Regions from separate parts of the Macaca mulatta genome. Here region 2 is linked to region 1. A link is a contact called in public Hi-C data. All regions are on one chromosome and are shown on one strand. The core of a region is the stretch at or near the end of the contact, and the rest is flanking DNA. Distances in the headings are between cores, read along the strand shown.

Region 1 (3,554 bases), core at 343-2,842:
CAAGGTCTTCACTACCATCACCTGCCTGAACTCCATCCAAGCATCAGGGTTGCTGCAGTCACTCCTGAAGAGACCCGGCTCTGCTTGAAAGTTCTTCCCTCAGCGTCTGCTGAAGCCCTCCCTGCCGGAGTTGCCAGAATCCACACGGATAAGTTCATCCCTGCTCTCTGGACTCCATCCAATCTCTGGTTCACTGGACCCAGTTTTCCGGTGCCTTCTGCTGCCCTCTAGTGGTCAGAAGCCTGACTATCTGGGTCACGTCATTCAACGAAGAGGGAACGCATAGTATTAATATATTTACCAAGCACTTTTCAACATATTCTCTCATTTAATCCTCACACCAAAAAAGTCCTGTAAGGAATGCATGGTTATTCCCATTTTATAGACAAGAAAGTTGCAGCGTGGAGGGTTCCCTTAGAATGGCTTGCCCAGGCCACACAGAGTTGGTGAAGGGGTGGGGCTGAGATTCACACCCAGGTATGCAGGTGTGTTGTACATGAAACCCTTGCTCTTTCCCTGCACAGGACTCAGAGTCTTCCCTCCCAGCTCCATGGTCAGAGCCCTTGCCTTCCCTGTGGGTAGAGTCCCCCATGTCTGTGGTTGTCTCTATGGACTCAGCCTGAAACACAATGGACAGGGTCTTATAGACCCTCCTTGAGATCCTGAATGGGGTAATACAGGTGGCTGAGGCAGGAGACTTGTAGCCAACATCTGCAACTGTGTCATCTTGGGTGAGACCCTTGGAGTCTGCGCTTGTTTCCTCATCTATAAAAAATGAGGTTGTCTGAATTCAATAATCCCTAAGATCGCTTCCAGATCTAGCATTTTGTTTGTTTATTTTGTTTTGAGGTGGAATCTCGTTCTGTCACCCAGGTTGGAGTGCAGTGGCGCGATCTCTGCTCACTGCAACCTCTGCCTCCTGGGTTCAAGCAATTCTCCTGCCTCAGCTTCCCGAGTAGCCAGGATTACAGACCACCGCCACACCCGGCTTTTTGTATTTTTAGTAGAGATGGGATTTCACCGTGTTAGTCAGGATGGACTCGATCTCCTGACCTTGTGATCTGCCTGCCTCGGCCTCCCAAAGTACTGGGATTACAAGCATGAGCCACCGTGCCTAGCCCAGATCTAGATTTTTATGCATCTAAAAATGTAGGATCCGGTGGCTCACACCTGTAATCACTCCATCTCAAAAAAAAAAAAATGTAGGATCTGTGTGACCCACCTCCATTAATGCATAACTTGCGGAGTTCCTGGCCACCCTCAGCCAGGGTGGGTGAAATGGTTACTCAAACAAAAGGTGACTCCACCTTCCACAGATACTCCTTTCTTTAACTCTATAGCCTGAGGACAAAGAAAGTCCTGCCCAGAGAATCTGCTTCTTACCTTCCTCCTCTCTGAAGCGCCTGGGTGCCTAGGAGAGAGTTAATGTCCAGGATTCCCCCCCCAACCCCACCCCCACCCCCCACCCCCGCACTGGGACAGTGCAGGCAGGAGAGCCTGGGGCTCAGTAGGATTTTCCCCAGCCCTTCAGGGGGCCTCCCCCAAGGAGCCTGAGGCAGGCACACCCTCCACCCAGTCCCTCACCCAGGAATGTGGGAGAACCGGCTTCTAGCCCCAGGGCTGCTCACGTGCTCCCTGCCCTGAAGAGTATCTGGCTGGGGCTCCCAGGATGGCGGGGTGAAGAGGAGGATGTATGAGAAAAATGAGAAGGCTCTCAGCTCCCTTGCCTTCTTGGAGCTTCCTCACCGGTGACATGGAGCTGAGATAAGGAATCCCTACAGACTAGCAGCTTGAGATAAGTGGGAAAGACTGGATTGAGGTCAGTGCCTTGGAAGCATGGGGATGGGGGTGGGGAGAAGATTCCAGGATAGTGGTCAAGAGAGCTACGGAGCAGGATGCCAGGGGCTTCCCAGTACTCTGTGATGGCAAAAACAGCCCACTGGCCTCCTCTCTCCCCACAGAGCTTGCCCACACGGCAGCACAGCCTCATCTGTGGGATGGGAGGATGCCCTACAAAAGGACAGCCACATCCAGTAGGCCTGTCGGGTACAAAGGTGGCGAGTGAGGCAGGCTACACAGCTCAGGATACCTGTGCTATGAAATGGGAACCCACAAAGTTAGTGGAGTCACAGAACGGCTGTTAGAAGAAGGACTTCCAGCCTTTCCTTCCAGTGACCTTTCATGATTACTGGGCCTGTGGGTGCTATAGATTTTTGTAAAGAGCAAGGAAAGATAGCTACTGATAAGCTAGACACCAGGTTGGGGAGAGGGGGAGGCAACTGGATAGCCCTAAAATAGTCCTTGTCAATAACATATTGCCAGGAACAGTCCTGAAAGAGCCACAGGAGTTTGCTGTCAAAATGCCAGTGCCTAGAGTGTCTCTTCCGATCCTGGGCCTCCAGATCCCTCTCCTGTGACCCACATCGCCCTCTCTGATGGTGAAGTTGAGTGTGCCATGCATGGGGCAGAGGCCTCTCCAGTCTACCACTTGGTCACTAGTCCCTTGCTCTTGCTGAGTGAAAGCAAATGGACTCATTCCCGACCCTTGTGCAGGGGAGGGAGAAAGCCTGTTTGATAACCTAAAGCCAAGGACAGAGCAGAGCTGCGAACAGAGGCTGGTTCAGGGGTGCCCTGTATTTAAAGAAAGGCAACTGAAACACACTAAATATTTCTTCCAACCCTCCCCTCATCCCACTCCCAAACCCAGATTGCTAACTGTTTAGGTCCCCATGTTGAGGCCAGGAAATCAGAATTTAATGCTAAGTTCTAAAAGACTACTGATTACCACACCATTCAAATAGTCATCCAGGAGCAAAGACAGGTGAGGCCCAGTGAAGCCTTGATGGGGAGAAGGGTAGAGAAAAAGTCGTAAGACAGTTTTTTATTTTTATTTTTGAGACAGGGTCTCACTCTGTCACTCAGGCTGGAGTTCAGTGGCACAGTCAAGACTCACTGTGGCCTTGACCTCTTGGGCTTAAGTGATCCTTCTGCCTCAGCCTCCTGAGTAGCTGAAACCACAGGCATGCACCACCACGCCCAGCTATCTTTGTGTTTTTTTTTTTTTTTTTATAGAAGTCTTGCTGTCACCCAGGCTGGAGTGCAGCGGCATGATCTCAGCTCACTGCAACCTCCACCTCCCAGGTTCAAGTGATTCTCCTGCCTCAACCTCCCAAGTAACTGGAACTACAGGTGTGCGCCACCATGCATGGCTAATTTTTGTACATATATAATTTTTGCAGTAGAGATGGGGCTTCACCATGTTGGCCACGCTGGTCTTGAACTTCTGACCTCAAGTGATCTGCCTGCCTTGGCCTCCCAAAGTGTTGAGATTACAGGCGTGAACCATCACGCCCGACCTTTTTTTTTTTTTTTTTTGGTAGAGATGAGATCCCACTATGTTGGGCAGGCTGGTCTCAAACTCCTGGGCTCAAGTGATCCTCTCACCTCAGCCTCCCAAAGTGCTGGGATTACAGGCATGAGCCACTGTGCCCAGCCCACTTTTGTTTTTTTCTTAGTGATGGAAATGATAATAGGAATGCTGCTGCAGGGAGAGA
Region 2 (3,554 bases), core at 398-2,897, 150 kb before region 1:
ACGAGGTCAGGAGATCGAGACCATCCTGGCTAACACGGTGAAACCCCGTCTCTACTAAAAAATACAAAAAACTAGCCGGGCGAAGTGGCGGGTGCCTGTAGTCCCAGCTACTCGGGAGGCTGAGGCAGGAGAATGGCGTGAACCCGAGAGGAGGAGCTTGCAGTGAGCTGAGATCCGGCCACTGCACTCCAGCCTGGGTGACAGAGCAAGACTCCGTCTCAAAAAAAAAAAAAAAAAAGAAAGATGGTGCTCAATAAACCAGAATATTGGCCAGGCACAGTGGCTCATGCCTGTAATCCCAGCACTTTGGGAGGCTGAGGCAGGCAGATTGCTTGAGCTCAGGGCTTTGAGAACAGCCTGGACAACATGGCAAAACCCCGTCTCTACAAAATATACAAAAATTAGGCAGGCATGGTGGCGCATGCCTGTAGTCCCAGCTACTCAGGAGGCTGAGGTGGAAGAATCACCTGAGCCTGAGGAGGTGGAGGCTGCAGTGAGTCAAGATCTCACCACTGCACTCCAGCCTGGGTGTCACAGTGAGACTCTTGTCAAAAAAAGAAAAATAAAACAAAAAAAACCCAGAATATTATTCTAGCCCAAACCTTGTGATTCTTCTACTTTGGTAACTTTTTGACTATTTGGGGTCATCTAACTCCGGTCGATTGGACAGATATGGTTGATATTGATAGTTTATCCACTTTTGACTAAAACAATAGACTACATACGACTACATTTGAAAACCAAATCCCAACGGGCAGCCAGCAGAGGCTGGGGACTGCCCGAAGCCTGGGCCTACCCAGAGGGTCAGCTGGGGTTGTCAGCCTGCCTGAGCAGGCCCTACGGGTGGGTCCTGCAAGGAAGCGGGCAGGAGTGAGGCAGCTTTGCAGGCACTCCACACCCACTTCAGGAGAACTATCACTTCTCCTCCTGAAGAATACTCTGCTTTTCACCAAAACAGGGCAACATTTGCCTTTGTCACAGATGTTCCTCACTGGAAGCCCCCTGCCAGGACTGTATCTGCTTCGGTATCTTGGGGATGCTGGTAAAAATCGGGAGCAACTTCAAGCGTCCGTTTCACTTGGGGCCAGAGGCTTCCTAACAAGTGGTCGGGGTAAATTGTGGTGAACAAAACAAGATGGAGTATGAAAAGGCCCGAATACGGTTGTCCCTCTGCGCTGGGAGCATTTTGAGAGGATGGGACTCTACCCAGGGATGCTCAGAGGCAAGGGTTCAGGAACAAAAAAGCCTCCATTTGCCTCCCTGTCATAGAGATCTCATCTTCGTGTCCTGGAAAGTGAGTGACACACTCTCCTTCAACCTGGAAAGGCTCCTGCTTAACCGGGACTTCACCCACCTCGAGCCCACCACCCTTTAAGAAAGGGGGTGCCAGTCAGGGCGCGGCGGTGGGGGACAGCGTCTAAAATAAATTAGACCCCATTTCCTAAGCGCCTCTCGACGCCAACTGCCAGTCAACCCCCTCCCCTGAAGCCTGCGGGTTCCCTGCTCACCCCACCTGCGGGTGCCGCCCCTGGTCCCTGGCTCCGGCGAGGGAGGAGCGCGCGCTCGGGTGCGAGCAGGACACGGCCCGGCCGCGCAGGGCGGCGGCGGCGGAGGAGGAGGAGGGCGCTGAAGCCACACCCATCGGCGAGCCGATTCCGGGGCAGCGAGTCGTCGGCCGCCGCGCTCGAGCCTCCGCCCGCACCGAGCCGCGGGACCCGGGCCGTACCGGGGAGGGGCCGCTCCGGGCCGCAGCGCGAGGGCAGCTAGGGGCGGAGGGGACCCGACACCGGGCGGGGCCGGCGGCAGCGACCATGATCGCTTTGTTCAACAAGCTGCTGGACTGGTTCAAGGCCCTATTCTGGAAGGAGGAGATGGAGCTCACGCTGGTCGGGCTTCAGTACTCGGGCAAGACCACCTTCGTCAACGTGATCGCGGTACGAGGGCGTCGGGTGCGGGGTCCCCGGGAGCGGGCCGCGGGTCGGGCCTGTCCCCGCCCGCGCCGCGCCCTGCTGAACCGGGGTCGCCGCCTGGCATGGCCGGGCACGGCCGGGCGCCGGGCGGGGGAGGAGCTGGCCCCGAGTGCTTGGGGCCTAGTACGGCCCGTGCCGTGGGGGACCGGAGCGGCGCGCGACCCGCTCTCCCACCCGGGCCGGTACTGCACGGCTGGGGGCAAGGGAAGGGGGACTAACAGACAGGGCCGGTGCCACGGGGCAGGCGGCACCGAGGGGCTCTCGAGGCAGGAGGGACCAGCTGCCGGCTGAGACGGGCCCCCTCTGGCCCCCGCGCAAGGGGGCATGACGGAGCGAAAGTGCCCGGGCCTTCCTGTCCCGCGGGTAGAGGGTCACGGGACAGGACGGCCGACAGGCTTGGGGCGGGGGTCTGAGCAAGCCCAGCCCCACCCAGAGGGCTTAACCCCTCTTTGCCGGAACCGGAAGCCCCGGCCCTATTGAGGGGGAGGGGAGGTATCCCCCGGGGGTAGAGAACTCAGCTGAGGCCCTTGGCTCAAGCCCAGACTCCTCCCCAACCTCTCCCCGACCCGCAGTGTCTAGCTGGGGGTCCAGGGAGGATGGCATGGTAACCGGAGTTTGGAGACTCCGTCTGGCTCAGAAGTTGCAGGAGGAGGTGCTCCGGACAAGAGAGGATGAGGTGCAGGGGCACTGCCCGCTGGGGCCTTGGGAGAGTGGCTCTAAGGGCTTTGGGTAGTCAACACTGAAGTGGGTGATTGTAAGTCTTTCAGTGCCAGGGGAGTGGTGGGGAAGGAGTTAAAATCTCTCTCAAAAAAAGGGGAAGATGAGTTCCATGGGTGTGAGCTGAGGCTGCAGTAATGGCTGCGGCCTGCCTGTCAGAGCTAGGCTAGACAGGGCTTGTGGGTCGAGGAAGTGTGGGACAGGGACTGGGGTTGTCCAGGGACCTGGCCCCAGTCCCAAAGCTGAGGTTTCCAACAACTGTGAGTTGGCCAGATAGTGACCAAAGATGCTGATGAGATAGGTCAGCAGAGGAATGTGTCCAGCCAGCCTCGGTACCTCCACCTGTCATGTTGTTGCCCTGCCTTGCAGAAGATGGGCCTCCCGGACAGTTCTCAGCATCCCAGAAGGCAGGGTATGTCACTTCATTGGACCTGAGGCATGAAGGCAGATGGAAGGCTCAAGGGGCGGGCACCCTGATTGAACACTGGCTTCCTTTCCCAAACATGCTCTGCAAATGACCTCTGCCCTTCCTCGACCCAGTGTCTCCTGTCTCCTGTCTCCTGATCTGACAGGGCAAGATCTTCAGGCCAATGCTGCGGTTTTGACACAGTAATTTTCGGAGCTAACGCCCCTGGGCTCTGTCTGCCTAGGCTCTGCCCTTTGGGTCAGAGACCCTCTGGTTAAAGTTGGCATTGACTTAGGCTCTTGGATTCCCAGAGCAGGCACACAACACCTGGACTCTGACCTGACTCTGCAGGCCTAGGTGGCTTGGCTTCTAGGCGTTTAGGTGTGAGAAATGCAGCTGGGCCTAGGTATCTCCTCATTCCCCAGGGTGTTACTACAGCTGTGCTCTGGGACAGGGATCTA

The links. Hi-C and Micro-C count contacts between places; a contact is called where the count stands out from the background.
Region 2: a Hi-C map of fetal cortex germinal zone shows a contact between it and region 1, with 4 times the contacts expected there. The contact joins the promoter of ARL8A here to the promoter of ELF3 in region 1. A contact is called at or near these places in 5 of 14 Hi-C or Micro-C datasets (CD4 T cells, blood, cortical neurons and 2 more).

Annotation. Positions count from the first base shown.
Region 1 is chr1:59,664,506-59,668,059 of T2T-MMU8v2.0, reverse strand. ELF3 (E74 like ETS transcription factor 3) reads right to left here and starts at 1,592. Exons shown (of 10, transcript XM_015120231.2): 1 at 1,384-1,592; 2 at 1-250.
Region 2 is chr1:59,810,757-59,814,310 of T2T-MMU8v2.0, reverse strand. It overlaps ARL8A (ADP ribosylation factor like GTPase 8A), which reads left to right and starts at 1,647. Exons shown (of 6, transcript XM_078002961.1): 1 at 1,647-1,934. The coding sequence starts at 1,812.